Regions from separate parts of the Mus musculus genome. Here all the other regions are linked to region 5. A link is a contact called in public ChIA-PET, HiCAR-type, HiChIP or PLAC-seq and promoter capture Hi-C data. All regions are on one chromosome and are shown on one strand. Each heading gives the region's core, a stretch centred on a gene start, on an enhancer-like site or on the middle of the called end of the contact. The rest is flanking DNA. Distances are from core to core; before and after follow the strand shown.

Region 1 (3,121 bases), core at 344-2,843, 860 kb after region 5:
GACATGAATGGGTAGACATCCATGGTCAAAGCCAGAGCCCACTTCTCCTCATCTGCATTTGCATAGAAGGACTAGAGCACAGTTTGGATATATCCTTTATCTCTTGGTTCACTTGATTCTATTTTTCCAAAAATTAAAGATAAGTAATAAAAAGACAGATGATAAAGTTTTCATTCAATATTTTAGGTTAAGGTATAACAGATTTTAAAAAGAACAAGCCAAGCTTTTATTTTATTTTTTTTTTATAAAAAGCTGAATTCTCTGTTTACATGGATTGGTTTCAGAATCTAGTCTTTAAAGGAGCACAGGTGGCTAAGATAGGTTAAGTTGAGTCACACAGATGCACATAGGCCCTGTGCTCTGAACCAGTGAGGAAGATGCAGCCAATCTGCATGGGCTGTAAAGAGGCCCAGAGAGGAACCCATGATCAGTTTCCCTTCTTGAACATCTCTGCACCAGCAAAGTGTTCTGACTCTGGGAGTCTTCTCTTCCAGGGGTCTTAAAAATAACCTGGGGTTTTTTTCATGAGAAGCAATGTGTCTTACACAGAATTCCAATCTCCCACCCCTAACTACAAATAATTTTAGTATCAAACTCACATATCATAAACACCACCTCTATTCAGTGTGATATATGCATATATTGTAACCTTTAAAATAATCCCAAAACTTCAACATCATCATCTTGACTTATAAAATCATTTAGTTCACAGATGTTAAGCAATCTAACAGAAACTACCCAACTAGTAAGTAACAAAGCCTAAATCTGAAAGCAGATCTGAGTTTACCTGTCATCTTTAATCAGAATCCTCTCCTATTTCACCCAGCTAACAAGGGAAGCCATTGGCTTTTACTGAAGTAGCATAGATAAGCTAAAGCCTTGCAGAAATTAGTGTCAAATTATCAACATCTGTCCTGGGAGAACAAGGCATATTGCTCACACAAATAAAAGCAGATGATTAGATAGATAGATTAGATGGATGGCTAGATAGATAGATAGATAGATAGATAGATAGATAGATAGATAGATACATAGATAGATAGATAGATAGATACATAGATACATAGATACATAGATACATAGATAGACACATAGATAGATACATAGATAGATACATAGATAGATACATAGATACATAGATACATAGATACATAGATACATAGATAGACAGATAGACAGATAAACAAGAAAAGCCAAATCCTACCTGGAGGTAGAAGTCAAAGCTGTCCAGTTCCTTTCAGAATGTTCGCAAGGGTCTGGATCACAGAGCACAGTCTGAAACAGGAAACTGAGGCAGCACCCCACAGAAGTTGTGAACAGTTCTGGCAAGTCAAGAGAGCTGGTGGGCACAGACAGGGCAGATTAGAGGAAAGAAAAGACCAAGGGTCTGATCTCACCCCTGAGCAGTCTTTCTCTTTCGTCTTTCCAGTTGGCCTCTTTTTTTCTGGCAGTCTGCAGGGAATTGGGCACCCTGGCAAGGGCACTGCCCTGCATCTCAGCTCCCAGGGCACAGAAAGAGCTGGAGCCTTTGAGCCATTTCTTTGCAATTTGCAGCAAGTTTAAGGCCACACGTGATAAAGCTTTGTTTATAGAGGAACAAGGAAAATAAAAAAAAAAAAAAAGAAAAGACCATTTGTGATTTTTACTTGCTGATCCCAGAAAACACCATTCCACAGGGGGTTGGGGGGGTGAGGAAACAGAAGCCAGGGCAGGGAAGGAAGTTAGTAACAAAGACCCCCTCCCCTTCTCCTTCCAATCAGTCTTCCAGCCAGCCAGTCCTAAGGGACATCAAGGGGCCAGGCTTGTTGTGTTGTATTTATTTGTTTGCTATTATTTTTTTAAAAAAATATCTTGGGCCAGTTCCCTGCTTTGTTTCCCTCACCATTGGGCTTCTAGAATCTGCAGGAATACTTTCAGGTCAGGATCAAAGCTCTGCAGGATCCTTCCAGGGGGAGTTCACTTTCAAAGCAAAAAAATCAATAGCTCCATCCACACACCCTATGAGCCTTGAAATTTGACAAAATAGCAATTGGATTTTTTGGCATTCAGTTACTTACACTACCTAAGCCTAAGGAAAGAGAAAGCTTTGCTCTGAGAAAAAATTCAAACCAAACCTCTTCCCAAGAGAATGATTTTAGAGGATTTGAGAAATACTGATTTTTTTTTCCCATTTTGATTCCACCAGTAAGTAAATTTGTCACCAGGATTCTCCAAGGTTCAACTTAGTCTTCCAGGGCTGTGACTCTGAGCAGGGCACCTAATCTCAAAATGTTCTGCTATTGAGCTATGTATTTGTTATTCAGAATGAGATTTCCATGGAATATCCAAAGATTAAATGATGTCATATCTACTCCGAACAAAAATCCAAAATGAGCAGACAGTGGCGCCTTTATCACAGATGTAACTTCAGCTGCCACAATGGTTACGATGAGTAGCCAGTTGTTTTCAATTTTACTTTTGCTTTTATGTATATGTGTTTCTATAAGTTTATTTGCACCACATGCATATATAACTGCCTAGTCCAGAAATGGTGTTGGATCCCCAGAAACTGGAGTCCTAAGTGGTTGTGAGCTGCTCTACGGGTACTGAACTACAACCTTCTATGGGAGCAGCCACTGCTCTTAACCACTGAGCCATCTCCATAGCCCTATTAGCCAACATTTTCATGAGTACATTTTACTGCAAAAGATAAAAGAAGAAGGAAAGAAACTTGGGCTTATCTTAAACCTTACAAAAAAGCAATGGGCTAGGAGTGGTGCTGCACTTAACCCCACCACTGAAGAGGAAACAGTAGATTTAGCTCCGTGAGTTCAAAGCCAGCCCAAGACTGTCTTAACAAAACAAAACAGAACAAAACAGAACAAAACAAAACAAAACAAAACAAAACAAAACAAAACAAAACAAAACGGAAGCACTTGTATGTAGACTCTTGTAAGACCAAGAACATTATTTTAGCAGTCAAGCTGGGACTGCCTTGCCTTCAGAAGCAGGGATCAAACATCTTTGTGTTAAATTTTTCAATATGTCCACAAGTGGTGATTGACTATCAAAGGGGGAAGGGTGCATATCAACCAAAATGACAAAGGACTTGTTTATCTTTACCAAAACAAACCAAACAAAA
Region 2 (3,199 bases), core at 72-2,571, 780 kb before region 5:
CAAGTTTCTTCCCCAAAACATATGGGTCGGTCTCTTTCAGCTGCTCAGAACACTTCTAACAAGAATCGAAACTAAAACTCATAAAAGCCCCCAAGTGTCAGGAACTGCTCTGGGGCCTAGACACTACTCATGTTTTAATTATACTAAAAAAAAAATTTAGCAAAAAACTTAAATCAATAAATCCTGTATAAACCCCCAACAATGTATTGGAGTCATCAAAATGACAGACGTCTTGAATAATACAAATTACTGCTCAAATCTAAAACAATCCCAAACCGTTAAAATTTTACTAATTTGGCTTGTTTGCAAGGAAAAAGGAAATTCACCTTAGTAATCCTACAAGCTGTGCACTGAAAAAACTATAACCAATTACACCAGATAAATTGTGGGTATGGTGGATCATAACTTGCAAGTGCCTTTTTTTTTTCCTAATCCTAGCTTTTCGGGGGTAGGGGTATCCTTCTGAGAATTTTTGTCTTTAAAGCCACTGACTCACGAAAATATTCCCAGGCCACTGCTCACTCCAACCCTGAGCATTAATTCTTCTAAGACTTTACAAATTTAGAAACCTTCCAATTCAAGCCTTCCTATAACGCACGGCATAGCGTTCCCTAGCATCCTGGCGTGGGCAGCAGCAGGTCCCCGGTCATTCCGCTTTGGAAAGGAGTTGTTCTCCCGCGGCTCGGAGATGGGGATGTGGGAAGATCTCGGGCTGGATAAGGCAGGGATGGGAGGGAAGCGCAGGGGAGGGAGGGCAGCGGAGAGGACCGCGGGAGGCGGATGGGCTGCGGGGTCTGGGAGGAGAGGCATGACGAGGGCCGCGGCAGCCATCCCCGGGAGCCTCTTCAGGGGCCGGGCAGACGTCGCTGACGCGGCGGCTTCGGGAAGGAAACCCGGTGCCCGTCCGGCCTCACCTGCAGGGTCACCTCCCGGGGGTCCCAGTGCGGCCGCAGGTGCCGCAGCAGGCTCAGGGCGCCGTCGCGGCAGCGCTGCTCCTCCTGGTCCTGCACCGTCACGTCGAGCTTCGGCACCTCGGGCGAGCCGGGCGGGACGTGGATGTAATTGGCCATGGCCCAGGCGACGGCGGACACGACCACGACGACCACGGCGACGGCGACCACGAGCGCGGCGGGCGCCGGCAGGCTGCTGGACCCTTCCGTCCCGGGGCGCCCTCGGCGGAGGGCTGCGGCCGCTCGGACGCACGGGCGGGCGGCGGGGGCAACCGGGCGGCCGGACGGGGTGCGCAGTGCAGAGACGCGGAGGCACGGCCGCTCTCGGGAAGATGCCTCAGTGCGCTAGACCGCGGGCGGCCGCGAAGCATGCCGGGACTGGCCTGACGCTAGCGTCACGCCGGGGGCGGAGCCTCGGCTGCGTCAGGCGGCTGGCGGGGTGGCGAACCCCGCGGCACAATGGGCGGGCCTCGGGGCTCTTGGGGATCGGGGTCTCGGGGAGCGCGCACCGCCAGGCACTCCGCTACTGTGGGGTTGGCTGGGCTCCTGCACCCGAAGGAGTCCGAGCGCGGCCGAGCCCAGCCGGAGCGCTTACGAGCCTTGCCGAACACTGCCGAGCCCTGCCGGAGCACTGTCGAGCTTTGCCGAGCCCTACCGGGGCTCTAACGAGCCTTGCCCGAGCGCTACCGGAGCCCTACCGAATTCTGCCGAGCTCTGCCGGAGCGCTGTCGAGCTCTGCCGAGCCCTTTCGAACTCTACCGATGAGCTGTGGAGTGCTACCCAGCCCTGTCAGGAGTCAAGGAAGCGTCACCTTTCTAGATCACTAGGGTCGTGGGCTCTGCTTACTTAGGGCTGACGTTCTTACGGGACGCAGAAGGCACGTCCTGAAATAACCCTAAATTTAAGCTGTGAGCTTAGCCTGGCCTCAACCGGCCAAGCTGGATTAATTTGCTCGCCTTGTTCCTGAAGCTGTGTGCACAGAACTACATGCTTGCTTGGTTCAGCAACCCAGTTCCCTTTGACGGTACATAGAAATCACAGTATTTGGGGCAAACTTTACGTAAAGTGAGAGTAAACCGGTGACAGTGGTGTGATGACCTATACCTGTCCTAGTTCTCAGGTGCCTAAGGCAGGATTGCCACGAGTTCCAAACCAGCCGGGCTACATAGTGAGTTCCAGGTTTGCCCGGGATATACTTAGTCATCAGCCGACCGATAATAGACGACTGAAACACTCATTTTAAGGGTCAGATAGTTGACGTTGCTGAGAATTATTCAAAGCCGGTTATATAAGGTAGAGACTCGGAGGGAATTGGAAGGAAAGAAAATTAGATCTGTCATGCTAAATCATAGCGCGTCCTGGGACTCGCACGGCTACATGAAACCTCCTGTATCAGAAAGGCTCTGCTCTTTGCTTGTTAGAGAAATACTGGCAACCGGATCATCTACAAGTTTTTGGTCCGCCCTTGTGCTTTCCTTTTATGACGGAGACAATGGAGGTGACTTTCACCTTGACTTCTGGCCTCCCCGGGGCTGAGTACAAGTGAATAACTTGTGAATGATCAAATGTTGTATTACCCATTAGCACACATTTATGTTCTCATTGTTCTGAATGAGGCTACATACCTTTGTAAGTCACAAATAAGTCTGAGATAATGATAAACTTCCTACACTAAAAAGTGGGAAATCCACTCCTGCATTTTTGCAACATTGTAAATTTATTGACCATTTTCCAGACTTGAGTATGTGTTTTTAAAAACCACTATGTAGCCCAGCAGTGGTGGTGAACGCCTTTAATCCCAGCACTTGGGAGGCAGAGGCAGGCATTTCTGAGTTCGAGGCCAGCCTGGTCTACAAAGTGAGTTCCAGGACAGCCAGGGCTACACAGAGAAACCCTGTCTTGAAAAACTCAAAAAAAAAAAAAAAAAAAAAAAAAAAAAACCACTATAGAATGCCCTACTTTCAGTACCCTGAGCGCACCCACACACATACACGCACACACACACACACACACACACACACACACACGGTAAGGGGAGTATTACAGGACACACTAGATTATGTATTCTATCTAATGAGACTAAAATAACAGAACACACTAATACTTCTACGTTTTGAGTAGTATCTCCTTATTAAATCGTTACATTTTTAAGAATTATATGGAATATAACTAAACAACTAACACCAAATTCAATTTAAATTAAAAATAAAATTTTAAGAAAGCATGCAAAAGGTCAGGCACAGGGTAAC
Region 3 (2,937 bases), core at 2-2,501, 890 kb after region 5:
AAGGAAGGAAGAAGTTGCGGCCCATTCTCCATTACCAGGAAGGGAGGGAAGGAGGGAGGGAAGGAGGGAGGGAAGGAGGGAGGGAGGAGTGCGGCCCTAGCAGGCCAGGAGCTTCTAGGCGATTTTCTGTTCTCAACCACCCATTTCTTAGTTTCTGTGCTGAGATTATAAATGCTAAGCCTCACCACCACCATCTTTTCACATATTGGATTCTGGGATCAGTCTTATGTAGGGAACTTTTATGTGCTAGGCTATCCTAGTCCTAATTTGGTTCTTTTAATTGGTTTATTTGATAAAGGTGGCCTAGCCTGGCTTGCTGCCAGAGCACAGGCAATAACTCTGACAACAAGCTACTTCCTCAAAACAACAACAACAATCACTTAAATACGTCATGGCTAATATTGCTAACTTGACATGACCTAGGATCAGCAGAAAGGGCAAAGCTCTGGGCGTGTCAGTGAGGGAGCTTCCAGGTAGGAAAAATCCCTCCTAACTGTGGATGGTGCCATCCTGTGGGTGGGGGTCCCAGACTGAATAAAAAGGAGGAAGCTGGCAGGTTGGTGTCCTTGAGTTGATTTTTGTTAAGCACTTTTTGAAGGAATGGGGGCAGGGAGAAAAGTAACACAATATCCTACCTCAGTAAAGAAAGTACACGAGCATACTTTACTTTTAAAAGTAAAGGAAAATTATTTTCCTGGCCAAGCTCTCTACGCCAGTTTTGTTGTAACTGTCATGAATGTAAATGACTTGTTTGTATATGTGCGTGTGTATGGAAGCCCACTTGAGTGCGTGTATGGGCAGAGCCTGCAGAAGCAAGAAGAGGGCACTGCATTTCCTGAAACTGGGGTTACAAACAGTGCTTGCATTGTGGGTGCTGGGAACTGAACTTCGAAAGAACCTTAAATGCCATTTTTTTAGCCCCAGAATAGACTTTTTACTCAGAAGTTGGTTTGAATCACAGTAGTAGGAAACCCTCTACTGCTCACGGTGTGAGCACATTTTCAGGGAAGAAGATAACAAAAGCCCCATTTCCCCCCTTTTTCCCTTTCGAGGGGCAGGCCCCAGGAGAGCAGCTGTTCTCTGATGGCTGTTAAACATTAGCAATAAACCTCTCTGGAATTATGCTGAACCAAGTGACGTAGAAGAAAGTTTGTACCAAATAAATTTGCGTAGATTAGAATCTGCAGGTGGTCTGAAACTAGCCAGCGCTGGGAGCCAAATTATTCAGCACTGGAACCTTTTGAAAGGAGAACAAAGCGCCTTTCGTGGTGCAGACTCCAAGCACAGCTTAGTACTTCATTAGAAACCTCTTAGCTCGCCCCAGGAACCTTTCAGATTTAATTATGAGGTGGGATAAAAGCCCCCTCCCTCTGGACATCACACTGCAGCATTTTATTCTGTTTCCAGGGAGACCTCCAAGTTTTGCAAACTGCACAACTCACTCACCAGTGTCTATTTAATATTCCCCACCCCCACCCCCCACCCCCCCACCCCCGCCCCTGAAATCTAAGAACAGGCTAAATCAAAGTAAACATCCCGGCCATTATGAATTCTGTAATGAAAATTACAAAGACTTCAAAAGCAAGGGAGTAAAAAATGAAGAAACCTGGGTGCCTTCGCTGATTCTACCACCATGTCATGTTGCTTATGGTTGGCTGTCAATCTTATTTTCTCCTTTATTAAAATGAGGAAGTGCCTCACTAAATGTTATGACTCTGTTCTGTGGCTAGTGTTTAAGTCTGCTAATATCACTCCACTTTTATCATTTTGGAGGCCACAAAGGTGCTTCAGAGTCAGAATTTTGGGAGCTCAAGAAATGGACCAGTGGGTAAAGTGCTTTCTGCGCCAGTACAAGGACCTCGGCTTGATCTCCAGCATCCATGTGAAAGGATGAGCACACATCTTGTGACATGCCTCTGCAATCACAGATCTGGGGAGGTGGAAGCGGGTGGGTCTCTGGAGCTCACTGGCTACCAAGCCTAGCCAAATAAATGAACTTCAAGTTCGCAAGGAAAACCCTACCTCAAAAACTATAAGTGGACATTAACCCCTGGCCTCCACATGCACCTGTACCTTCATGCACACACATGTTCCTATACATATGCATACATGCATATACACTCAAACATGTACACCAACAGATCATACTTTTAAAGCTACAGTATCTGATTGTTGTGGCAGAGATGTTTTAAATTTCAGGGTATGGGGGCTAGTTAATTACTGAAAGCCATGTGTAACTGAATCCATAGAACTCTCAATGGATGCTCTACTAGACTTGACTAAAACAGAAAGAGCAAGGGAACAACCTATCAGTGTGGAGGTTAACATGCTAGTCCAGTATTTGGACAAAGCATTCTCCACTCAAGCTTAGATGAGCAAGCTAAGCCTGCTAAATAATGGTCTTGGAATAAATCCTTCAATTCCCCATGCCTGGGTATGTACACTACTAATGTCTTTGAGTTTAAATGGCAATCCATGAAGACTCTCATCAGAGGCTCAGTTGACAAACCTCTTTTATTATATTCCAGGGGCAAACTTCTCTTCATAAGCATAGCAGCAGGCTGACTGCTTGAATTGGAAATAAAGCAAAAGAGAAAAACTAAAAGATGAATAAATAACTCTTGAATCTCAAATCTCAGGCTCTAGGTCTGAATCCCAAAATCAATAATTTCCTTTTATAAACATCAGAGAAATAGGTTGGCAACAGAGTATCAGAGAGAAACCAAATTTTCATTTTCCCTGATTCAATTCAAAAGCTAATAGACTGGGGAGTGGCTCAGTGGGTAAGCACTTGCTGTGCCTTGGATCCATCATCCACTTGAAGCTGATTTTGTACCACAGCATCTATATTCTCAGTGTTCCTATCAATAGCAGGAGGTGGAGAGAGGAGAAACTGTGGAAGCTCACCAGCCACCTAGCCTGCCTTAGGCATCCATA
Region 4 (3,130 bases), core at 315-2,814, 580 kb before region 5:
GTCCCCATCTTGCCTTCCTAGAACAGAGGAAGTTTGGGGTGAGAGGGATCTTCATTTTATTTTAACATTTATTATATTTTAAAATTATGTGCCTGTAATGGTGTGGAGGTTTGTATATGTATGTGCAGGTGCCTTCAGAAGACCTCCCCTCCCCCTCCCCAGTCAGATATGTAATTGTGAGCTGCCTGCCCGCAGTGAGTGCTAGGAACTGAATACAGGTCCTCTAAAAGAGCAGCAAGCTTCTAACAGCGGCAAGAGCAGTCTTTTTTTTTTTTTTTTTTTTTTGGTTTTTCGAGACAGGGTTTCTCTGTGTAGCCCTGGCTGTCCTGGAACTCACTTTGTAGACCAGGCTGGCCTCGAACTCAGAGATCCGCCTGCCTCTGCCTCCCAAGTGCTGGGATTAAAGGCGTGCGCCACCACGCCCGGCGGTAAGAGCAGTCTTTATTTGCTTCTATCAGCGGCAAGGGCAGTCTTTATTTTAACTAACGGTATTTGGTTCCACTGGGGAGCATTGAGCAGTCTTCCTAAGAAAAGCATTGCAATGCTGGTAGAGGTTGGTTGGCACCAAAGTCTCAAGTTTCACCTCTCCCTACTGAAGGTGCTAAAAAAGACTGCAGGGCACAAACTAGTCACTGTGGGCCGTCTGGAGTGCTGCTCTTGGCTGAACAAATGGAACTGTGGCCTGAGATTTCAGTCCTGTGACGACTAAGCTAGCTGGTTTTGGAGGCTGCAGACTTTCTTCTTTGTCCTTGCACAGGATGCTTAAGCAAATAGAAGAGACTGCCGCTAGGAGGTACCCGAGCCTTTTCCGACTTCTGCTAGGGCGAGCAGAAATGGCTTACTGTGAGTCTCTCCTCTAGGCGGGTCCAGGCGGGTTGCACGTTTCCAAGGTCGTGGTTGTGATAAGCTTGCCTTTGCAGCCTTTTAAGAATAAACAGCTTTTTAGTCTACAGAGGCGTTATCTCCTCCAAGGTCTGCGGGAGAACACCAGCCACAAGCATATGAGGATGCCCCTCTGTTCTCGGAAGGGTGGAGGCAAGGTGGTGGATCCCAGTGTGCATGCATCTCCCCTTGTGCCCAGTAGCAGCAGTGTGTGTGTGTGTGTGTGTGTGTGTGTGTGTGTGTGTATGTGTGTGTGTGTGTTCGCGCGCGCGGACGTGTATGTGCGTGCCTGAGCGTGTGAGCTCGCGCCCGCGCGTGCACGCAAGTGCGTGCATGGAATCGTAGCTCAGCACGGGCTGATCTGATTAAGGGAGCCGAGGAAGGAATAAATATTCGCCAGCCTCCTCACTGCTCAGTTATAACCAATCAATTGCAGAAAGGAGAGGGAGACAGCAGCCTGGGCACAAGGTGTGCGGGTCCCCAATCTGTGCATACTCCGGGATAGACATATGCGCGTGTGCATGCACGCACCAGAGGGGCTGCTGCTCTTATTGTCTGCCTCCCTCTGCAGAGAACAAGGGCAGCGGCGAGGGGCCTGCACCCTGGGCTAGCGTCGCGGCCCCAAGCAGGTCACGGGAGGCAATTTCGCGGGTGGGGGAGGGCGGGGGAGACCTTGATTTCCACCAATCCCGGGGCGCGTGTCTGCGGAGTCCAGGGCGCAGCAGAAGGCTGCGGCGCACCGCTGAATGAACTGATGAGAGAGAGTTCTAGGTTTGCCCGTGAGGGGCGCGGAGTGAGGGTCCTGGCGGGCGCGGCCGAGGCGCCGGGGGTGGGGTAGCGGTCCCGGGCCATCGTGGAAATTTCCAAGGACTTGGTGTGGCGCGGAGAGCGCATCTGGGGGGTGCCGGGCACCGCGGCGGCGCAGGAGGCGGGGAAAGGGCGGTGCAGGGCGCAGGAGCATCTCTTTCTGGAAGGGACACAACCCATCAGACGTCCGGGAGCCAGCCGCGCCTCTTCCAGGACCCCAGCCGAGGGCGACGGTGATGCTGCAGTAAGGGCGGGAGCCACCGGCCCCACTGCTCTTAGACTCCTTCATCGCCCGCTGCCTGCAGGGAAAGAGACTAAGGCTTGTGATTTGCCCGGAGGCCACTTCCTTTAGCAAGACATCCCAGTAAAAGTTGCATTGGCGAAGATCCTTGTAGCTGACCTCTGGGGCCGTGGCGTGGGGGTTCCCCAGCCGTGCGTTTGCGAGCTGGAAAGCCAAAGGTGTGTGTGCATGGGGGGCCGGCCACTGGAGCATCCTTCACTGCCACTTTGTCCAGCGTTGTGCTGAGGGTACACTGACCCTGGGACATCGAGGCTGCGATGAGCCCCTGCGGGCGGGCCCTACATACGTCCAGAGGGGCCATGGCCATGCTAGCTCGGAAATTCCCGCGTACCCGGCTACCCGTAGGAGCCAGTGCCCTCTGTGTGGTGGTCCTCTGTTGGCTCTACATCTTCCCTGTCTACCGGCTGCCCAACGAGAAGGAGATTGTGCAAGGGGTGCTGGCACAGCGGACGGCTTGGAGGACGAACCAGACGTCAGCCAGTCTCTTCAGGTACCTACTGCTGGCCGTTGCTCCCCTCCAGCATCCCTTCCTGCTAGTGTGCAGAAGACAGGGTCGCTTGTGAGGCTTCTCTGTCCTGTGCCCTCTGTGCCGTGCCCAACCTAGAGACTTAAGTCAGGGTCTCTGTCCCATCCCTCATCCCAAGAGACGTTTCAAGGTACCTTTGCAAAATCAAGGATTTTTTTGGTCTGTCCCTAGTCTGTGTTGTATTTGCAATTGACCCATCTCTGTGGGAAGGGAGACCCAGAACAACTTAGAGACTGTTACTTTCAGAGAATTTATTTTTTAGCCTCCGTAGATGTTTGGTGCTAAAGAGAAGTAAGCTAGAAGTAGGTTAAGAAGCGTTCCGGGGCAGTTTGTAACACAAATCAACCATGCAGGAGTGATGGGCAAACCTCCAGTCACGAAACCATGAAAACTAGCCAGGCCTTCGCCGTGGCTTTGCGCAGTGTGTCCATTGCGAGTCCGGAGCACGGAACCATGACCCACTAAGGATCGGACCTGCACGATTTTTGTGTTGAAATTTCAACACATTTTTGATGACATATTTTCTCTTCTGACCAATTCTTCTGTAGAACAAGTTACTAGCCCAAGGTCATTCATTATCTACGACGAAGTCCAGGTGCCCAGGTGCTGGACTC
Region 5 (3,196 bases), core at 41-2,540:
ATAGACAACACCCCTGGGCTAGAGAAGGTAGCTGTGCAGTCCACAGTAAGACAGAGGGGACTGCCAGGGTGTGGAGGGACTCATAAAGCACCTGTGACACTCCAGTGTGCCACAACTTGAATCTAAATCTTCAAACTCCACTTGAGAATAACTTCAAGGAAGGTTTTTGTTTCACTTCAGTGGGATGTTAGAATCTTGAAAAGCTAAGGTGAATATAGTTTGAAGAAACAAAGTTCATGGTAATGAGCAAAAGTGAGGCAAAAAGAGGTCATACCCATAAAGATATCTTTAAAAAGTAACCAGCTTGGGTAGAATTTATAAATAGAAAAATAATTAAGATTGATAAGAAAACATAGAAAAATGAAGTCACAGAGAAAACGATGGAGATAGGGATAACGCTCTGCTAGTCTGCAGAAACATTTGGCTGAGATGCTCTAATCTCTGGGGCTACAAAAAAAAAAAAAAAGGCAAGACTGAAGACTGCAAAGCTGGTCAGAATGATGAGATAGGCAGAAACAGGATGCTAAAATAGAACACGCCACGAAGTACAGAATACAACACTAATAAAGAAATCCTTTCCCAGTACAGACAGGCAGAGTCCTTCATGCTTGTAATCTCATAACTTTAGAGACCGGGGCAGGATTACAAGTGGGAAGGCTAGCACTGACACAATGAGCGCAAGGCCAGCCTCGTTAACCTACAGTGTGATCCTGGCTCCTAACCCAGAAATCTAAACCATCGAAGTCAATGCTCAGAGCACAAAGTGACTTTTTAACATTAGTAAACTTGGTTGAAACTTAAACGAGCGGAAAACCGAAGTCCTTGTTAAGGGAATTTTGGGTAGGTAGGTAACAGTGGAGTCTGATCACGGCTCTCTACGCCCCCAGCCCACCCCAGCCTTGCAGGCGCTCCGCGCGGGCGGACAGTCCCATTCCCGCCACCCCGGAAACTTGGTCCGACGGCTGTTCCGTGGGACAGAGCACGGGTGCCACCGGGGCGAAGGCGGCGGCGGCACTTGGGCCGAGGCAGGTCGGCGGTCCTCCCGTCACGGCCCCCTCCCTCCCGCGGGCCGCCGCCCCACGCGCGCTCGCTCCATTCATTGCGGGGCGGAGCAGAGGCTGAGGCGGGAGCACCGGCCAACGCTGGGGCCCGGCAGCGCTTACTCTGCGTATCCGTGAGGGAGATCATGGTGGCGGCGGCGAGGACCGCGGTGCTTCGGGGCCCACGCTGCGAAGCCTGGTCCGGAGAAGAGCCTCGGCGACGCCGCCCGGGCCCGAGCCGCCACGTCTTCCGGAAACACGCAGCCGCCGCCGCCGGGCCGCAAGGCCGCGCTCCATTGGCTGCAGCGAGACCAATAGCACGCGCTCTTGTTCGGATGTGCACCCGGACGCCGCACCACGCAGCCAATCAGAGAAGGCAATGGCTTGTGATTGGTGGAGGGGGCTGATCCGGAAGGGTGGGCGCTGCATGCCGGGCGGCGGGAAGGTTTTTACGCGCGGAGCGGCTGACAGGTTCGTGGTGGTGCCGGTTCCGGCGCGTGGGTCCGCGGCTGTCTGCTGGGCGGATAGGAGCTGGGCGTCGTCTCTGCCATCGCTTTCAGGAGCCCTGGTCGCCGCAGCTTGCGCTTCTGCCTCGTCTGTGGAGCCGGCGGGGTGGAGGGATGCGCTCAGGGTTAGCGTGCGTTTTCCTTCCGCACTGATGACAGTGGACCTGGTTCACGTTTTTTGACTGACAGACCTCTTTGTAACTTAGTTCTTGGATATATTTCGTGCTACGCTATGTTTTGCTGTGAAGTTGCCTAATTTAGGCAAGGGGTAGGTTATTGGCAGCAAAGTCCAAAAATATATATATATTTGAAGTAGTGGCAGGAAATGAACTTAGACCGAATCTCTCCTAAGCGAAGAGAAAGCGCCTGTTTTTAGGTTCCGGAAAAGGCATTTTTTTTTTTCTAGGCTGTTTACAAAAGTGAAGAGATTCAGGCTCTGCCATGATACAGGACCTTAGAGTCCATGGGCAGAATAGTATCAGTCTAGGAAGTGATAAGGAGATGTTCTCATACGTGAGGAAGGAGGAGTCTTGATTTAAACCCATCCTTAAATGTCCGTTAGTTTTGTCCTTACTCTTTAATCAGGGCTTATCTGTCTTAACAGCCATGCACAGGAAGGGTACAAATTCGATAAAGGAAACAGTTCAAGTGAGAATAGGCGGGTGCAGAATCTGTCTTTGGAGAGCACTCTTAGGTTTAGCAAATATAAAATTAAGCAATATATAACACACTTTCAAACGTTTGTTTTTTGCTTTTATGTAATGGTGACAGATTGTCATTGATTGAGCAAAAAAGTTGTTCACAACAGTTCATGAACACAATGAGGTCCTTGGCCCCTAACACAGAAAACTAAAACACCACCCCAAAAAAAAGCCTGTGTTCTGAGTACGAATGACTTTAAAATTAGCAAACTGTTGAAACTTAAATAGGCAGAAAACCTAAGTTCTTCCAAGGGAATTTTGGGCAGGTTACACGTCTACCCAAATAATTACTAAAAATACAAAATTAAGCAAAATATAACATGCTTTCTAATTTTGTTTTTATGTAATGGTAACAGATTGTCATTGAGCAAACATAACAGTTTGGGGAGTTAAATGTTCAGGCCAAGTTTTAATCTTTAAATTTTAATATAAGTCATGTTTCCTTCCACTTGTAACTGTCCCAGATTCTTTTAAGCCAAAAGAGTACTAGTGTGTACCTCACCCCCCCTCTGCAAGTGAGCAAATTTTATAGAGAAATGGAGTAAGCTCCCGCAGAAGAGAGGAGGCTCTGGAAATTATTTACTTAGAATATTAATTTCTTTTAAGTAGGCATTTAACTGTAACTCTCTAAAGCAACTGTGCAGTATACTGCCAAGTAGTTTATTTATTTGTTTATCCATTCATTTATTTACTTTTGAAAAAAATCTATCCTTATTTGTAAGGTGAGTCCTGCCAGGCATGGCTGTGCATGCTTTTAGTTTCAGTACCTGGGAGGCAGCCACCCCAGTTTTTAAGTCAGAGAGAAAGCCACAGAGGAACAGTATGTCATATTGCTAAGGTACACATGGGCCTAGTGGCAGAACTATTTAATATTCGGCCTTTTGGCTTTATCACTTTAAAACAGTAGGATATTTGGTAAGTATTGTTGACATTCTATTTGGCACCAACA
Region 6 (3,113 bases), core at 60-2,559, 710 kb before region 5:
GTTTTGCCCATGGGCAAAATTCCTTTCTCAGGAGGACTCTTTTTGAAAGGGCGTTTCTGGTTCATTACCACTTCAAGTAATTTTTCTATCCTGTTTTAGTATTTTTGAAGTTAAAAAGACCATGCTGATATCTTCATTTAGGAATTTTCCATTCCTGATAAATTCAGTGCTGTGATTTTTTTCCCACTGGCATTTTCAGTGTTGATTTCAGTATTTACTACAGAGTGTATTGCCAATGCTGGGTTTGCCATAGTGTAGGAAGTGCTCTTGTTCCATCCTGTGTGTGGGCTTCAACCCCAATCATTTTCTGATAGTCTGAAGCAGTATCTAATACCCCACTTTGACAGGCTCATGATGTATCTAGAGTGGGGTCAATTTACAGAGACCTAGTGAGGTCTTCTTCGGGCTCATTTCTCACACTGACTACATGTACCGCTGGAGGTTCGTTTCTTGCTGACTTTTAGCCAGCACTGTAGACCTTTCCTTTAGGCGTGTGAATGCTTAATACTTAGAGAGCTGGATGTGCAGGCACAAACCCATCACCTTAGCACTTGTGACAATACACCAGGAAGACTGCCACATTCAAAGCCAGCCTGGGCTGCATACCAAGGAGAGGCCAGCAGGCAAGATGTTGCCTCAAAAAAGAAAGTTCACACTGACACACAAAGTTCACACTGACATAAGGAAGTGTGAAGTGCCATCTATAACCCAGTACACAGTACAATTGCCTGTGACTGAAATAAGTCTTTGAAGAAATAATATTTATTTTCACTAGCTGAGATGCGTGTGTGTAATTTTTTGTCCCTTTTCCTTTTTTTTTTTTTTTTTTTTTTTTTTTTTTTTTTTTTTTTCTTTTTTGAGCCAAACTTTTCGTCTGTTGCCCAGGCTGGCTAAGAACTCGATGCAATCCTCCTGCCTCCACTTTCCAAGTTCTGGGTTGACAGGTGTGCGTCCCCACACCTGACTCTAACCAGAGGATTCTTACTGAAATTCATAGAAAACCACTACTCGCATCAGTACCCCTTCCTGGTGGCCGTCTCAGGAAACACTAAAAGTAGACTCCTCTAGTATGCTTGGCAGCAGCAGTCTGTCCAAGGGCCAACAAAATGAAGCGCGGCTGGGTTGTCACCAGCGCCGGGTGCCCAGAGCGCTGGAGCGTGTCCTCAGCACGGCTCCTGCACCTAACCGACCCGAGGCTGGGTAGATGATGCAGGGCTCGACCGGTTCCCCTGCTCTCCAGCTCAGCCCCGCCCCTCTCCCATGGCCCCGCGAATTCAAATCGGCCCCGCCGCAGGGCAGAGCACCGAGAGATCGATCGCTCCCGCCCCTCGAGCCGCCATTTTTGGAAGGTGGGAGGAGAAAGGTGGGTGGGCGCGGTGCCTGCTTTGCGGGATGCTGACTGGACTTGGCGGCTCTCTGCAGCACGTCAGGGGTAGGGCAGCACGGCTGGCCGGCGCCCTTCCTCCGGCTGCTTCTCCGGAATGAGGCCTCGGTGGCCGCGCGGGACGACTCGGTTCCTGCTCAGAGCGTGAGTGCGGCGCGCGCGCCCTCCGCTGTCAGTTGGCGCGCGCTCCCGACGCCTCTCCGCGCGCCCCCGCGCCCCCCCCCCCCGGGCTCGCGCTCGCTCGCTCGCTCGGCGCAGACTCGCTTGTTTGTTTCTGCAGGAATCCTAGGAGAGGCCGAAGCCGCCGTGATGCCGGGGAAGCTGAAGGTGAAAATTGTGGCCGGTCGCCATTTGCCGGTGATGGACCGTGCCAGTGACCTGACGGATGCCTTCGTGGAGGTTGGTTCCTGGTCCTGCCCCCCAGAGCACGGGGCGCCGAGCCCTGCCCTTCCCGCGGTCCCCGGCTCCGTGGAGGGATGCCCGCCCGCCCCCAGCCCGTGAGATGTGGCCATCGGTCCTGGACACGTCCCGCTGCCAAGCTCGCGGTCAGGGCGTCGGTCCGACCACCTGCCGGTCCGAGGCGTGGCAGCGGAGACGCTCGCCACGACCTCGTTTGCGGTTAGGAGGTTAAGGGCCATTGCTGCAGCAAGTCCACGCAGCCAGCCCTCTGGGGACACCCACAGCCCCACGGTGCGACTACATCCAACCCGTACCCCAACACCGTCTGAATCATCAGTGCAAGTCACACACAACAGCAGCACTAAAGCTGCCCTTGTGTAGACTGGTAGGGAGGTGAGCTGTTTCAGGGTAATTTATTGCCTCGAGGTAGGAAGTCAATTAAGTGCCATGGGTTTCAATTGCAAAATTGCTCTTTAAGTCTAATGATTAGTTTAAAAGTCATGCAAATTAGCACAGGCCTACTGTCCGGAAGTTAATAACTCACAACCTGAAAGAAGCCAAGGAGAAATTGTAATAAAAGTTGACATAATGAGGCAGACCATTAGAGCAATAATCATTTGGGCTATTAATGCTTAGGGTTCAAAGACATATGACAGTATACTTATACTCAATATATTCTTAAACGTTCCAGAACCTAATTAACTGCAATTCACTGTATTTTTTATTTTATTTATTTTTATGGCATTTGTTGAGTTCAACTTCATCTTTTATTGAAACAAACAAACACAAACCAAACTAACCCCCCCCCCCCAAAAAAAAAAACAAAAAACAAAAAACAAAACCCAAAGCAGTTTGCTCCTGGGCCAGATGTCAACAGAGATCTAATGATAACTGAAGTTGTACTGCCTTTCAGGCAGCCTGGAGAGTAATCCACACAGCTGATATTAATATCTAATATGTATTGAGCTTCATTATTGAGATATTTGTGTTTTGTACTTTTGAATCCTTAGTTTTTACAGCAAAGCTAACTAGGAGCCATATCCTCATCTTACAGGTTAGGCAGTGGATTCCTAGGGGCAGAAATAATGTGCTTCGATGATCTACCTTGTAAATCTCCACAGCCTAGCAGCAGTCTCTTCTATTATAACTTTCCCACCTCTCTAGACAAGGTGCTGAATGTTATTTTTGAATGATGGTTGTTTGCTAGGCCCTGTGCTATTCTGGTTTAGTTGATGTATGTATAATGATGAACAAGGTGAATTTGGTTTCTGATTTTAAGGAACTTTTGTTTTGGTGACTAAGACATTTTAAAAGTACAGAATTTACGAAG

The links. ChIA-PET counts read pairs in DNA pulled down with a chosen protein or histone mark. HiCAR-type assays count read pairs that join an accessible place to other places. HiChIP or PLAC-seq counts read pairs in DNA pulled down with a chosen protein or histone mark. Capture Hi-C pulls out chosen DNA fragments and counts their contacts.
Region 1: a contact with region 5 is called in a HiCAR-type map of astrocytes, with 3 times the contacts expected there. The contact joins the promoter of Slco1c1 here to the promoter of Golt1b in region 5. A contact is called at or near these places in 1 of 39 promoter capture datasets (hippocampal neurons) and 2 of 115 datasets of contacts at active chromatin or transcription factors (astrocytes and stem cell-derived neural progenitor cells).
Region 2: an RNA polymerase II ChIA-PET map of memory CD8 T cells shows a contact between it and region 5, with 25 read pairs. The contact joins the promoter of Etnk1 here to the promoter of Golt1b in region 5. A contact is called at or near these places in 4 of 39 promoter capture datasets (hippocampal neurons, liver and pre-B cells), 7 of 484 Hi-C or Micro-C datasets (CD4 T cells, CD8 T cells, muscle stem cells and 2 more), 8 of 115 datasets of contacts at active chromatin or transcription factors (bone marrow-derived macrophages, effector CD8 T cells, embryonic stem cells and 4 more) and 2 of 9 other capture datasets (adipose tissue and liver).
Region 3: a contact with region 5 is called in an H3K27ac HiChIP or PLAC-seq map of embryonic stem cells, with 6 times the contacts expected there. The contact joins the enhancer-like site here to the promoter of Golt1b in region 5. A contact is called at or near these places in 4 of 39 promoter capture datasets (cranial neural crest, embryonic stem cells, hippocampal neurons and 1 more), 7 of 115 datasets of contacts at active chromatin or transcription factors (embryonic hindbrain, embryonic stem cells, large pre-B cells and 2 more) and 1 of 9 other capture datasets (embryonic stem cells).
Region 4: an RNA polymerase II ChIA-PET map of memory CD8 T cells shows a contact between it and region 5, with 21 read pairs. The contact joins the promoter of St8sia1 here to the promoter of Golt1b in region 5. A contact is called at or near these places in 1 of 39 promoter capture datasets (stem cell-derived epiblast-like cells), 2 of 484 Hi-C or Micro-C datasets (CD8 T cells and embryonic stem cells) and 4 of 115 datasets of contacts at active chromatin or transcription factors (effector CD8 T cells, embryonic stem cells and memory CD8 T cells).
Region 6: a contact with region 5 is called in a promoter capture Hi-C map of liver, with 2.1 times the contacts expected there. The contact joins the promoter of C2cd5 here to the promoter of Golt1b in region 5. A contact is called at or near these places in 1 of 484 Hi-C or Micro-C datasets (natural killer cells), 1 of 115 datasets of contacts at active chromatin or transcription factors (astrocytes) and 1 of 9 other capture datasets (liver).

The regions. Positions count from the first base shown.
Region 1 is chr6:141,522,826-141,525,946 of GRCm38.p6, reverse strand. It overlaps Slco1c1 (solute carrier organic anion transporter family, member 1c1), which reads right to left and starts at 1,593. Exons shown (of 15, transcript NM_021471.3): 1 at 1,205-1,593.
Region 2 is chr6:143,165,352-143,168,550 of GRCm38.p6, reverse strand. Etnk1 (ethanolamine kinase 1) reads right to left here and starts at 1,321. Exons shown (of 8, transcript NM_029250.2): 1 at 915-1,321. The coding sequence starts at 1,070.
Region 3 is chr6:141,494,090-141,497,026 of GRCm38.p6, reverse strand. All of the region lies in intron 15 of Pde3a (phosphodiesterase 3A, cGMP inhibited), which reads right to left. Among named protein-coding and RNA genes, the nearest start is that of Slco1c1, 29 kb to the left of the region's middle. Within about 2 kb of position 1,251, at least 41 of the 459 cell types and tissues checked have an H3K27ac peak or open chromatin away from gene starts, as enhancers often do. A contact at or near this core is called in embryonic stem cells and stem cell-derived neural progenitor cells, where this site is marked.
Region 4 is chr6:142,962,886-142,966,015 of GRCm38.p6, reverse strand. It overlaps St8sia1 (ST8 alpha-N-acetyl-neuraminide alpha-2,8-sialyltransferase 1), which reads left to right and starts at 1,564. Exons shown (of 5, transcript NM_011374.2): 1 at 1,564-2,480. The coding sequence starts at 2,248.
Region 5 is chr6:142,385,337-142,388,532 of GRCm38.p6, reverse strand. It overlaps Golt1b (golgi transport 1B), which reads right to left and starts at 1,290. Exons shown (of 5, transcript NM_025872.4): 1 at 1,164-1,290. The coding sequence starts at 1,188. It overlaps Recql (RecQ protein-like), which reads left to right and starts at 1,446. Exons shown (of 15, transcript NM_023042.3): 1 at 1,446-1,511.
Region 6 is chr6:143,098,348-143,101,460 of GRCm38.p6, reverse strand. C2cd5 (C2 calcium-dependent domain containing 5) reads left to right here and starts at 1,309. Exons shown (of 29, transcript NM_001362113.1): 1 at 1,309-1,528; 2 at 1,665-1,783. The coding sequence starts at 1,694.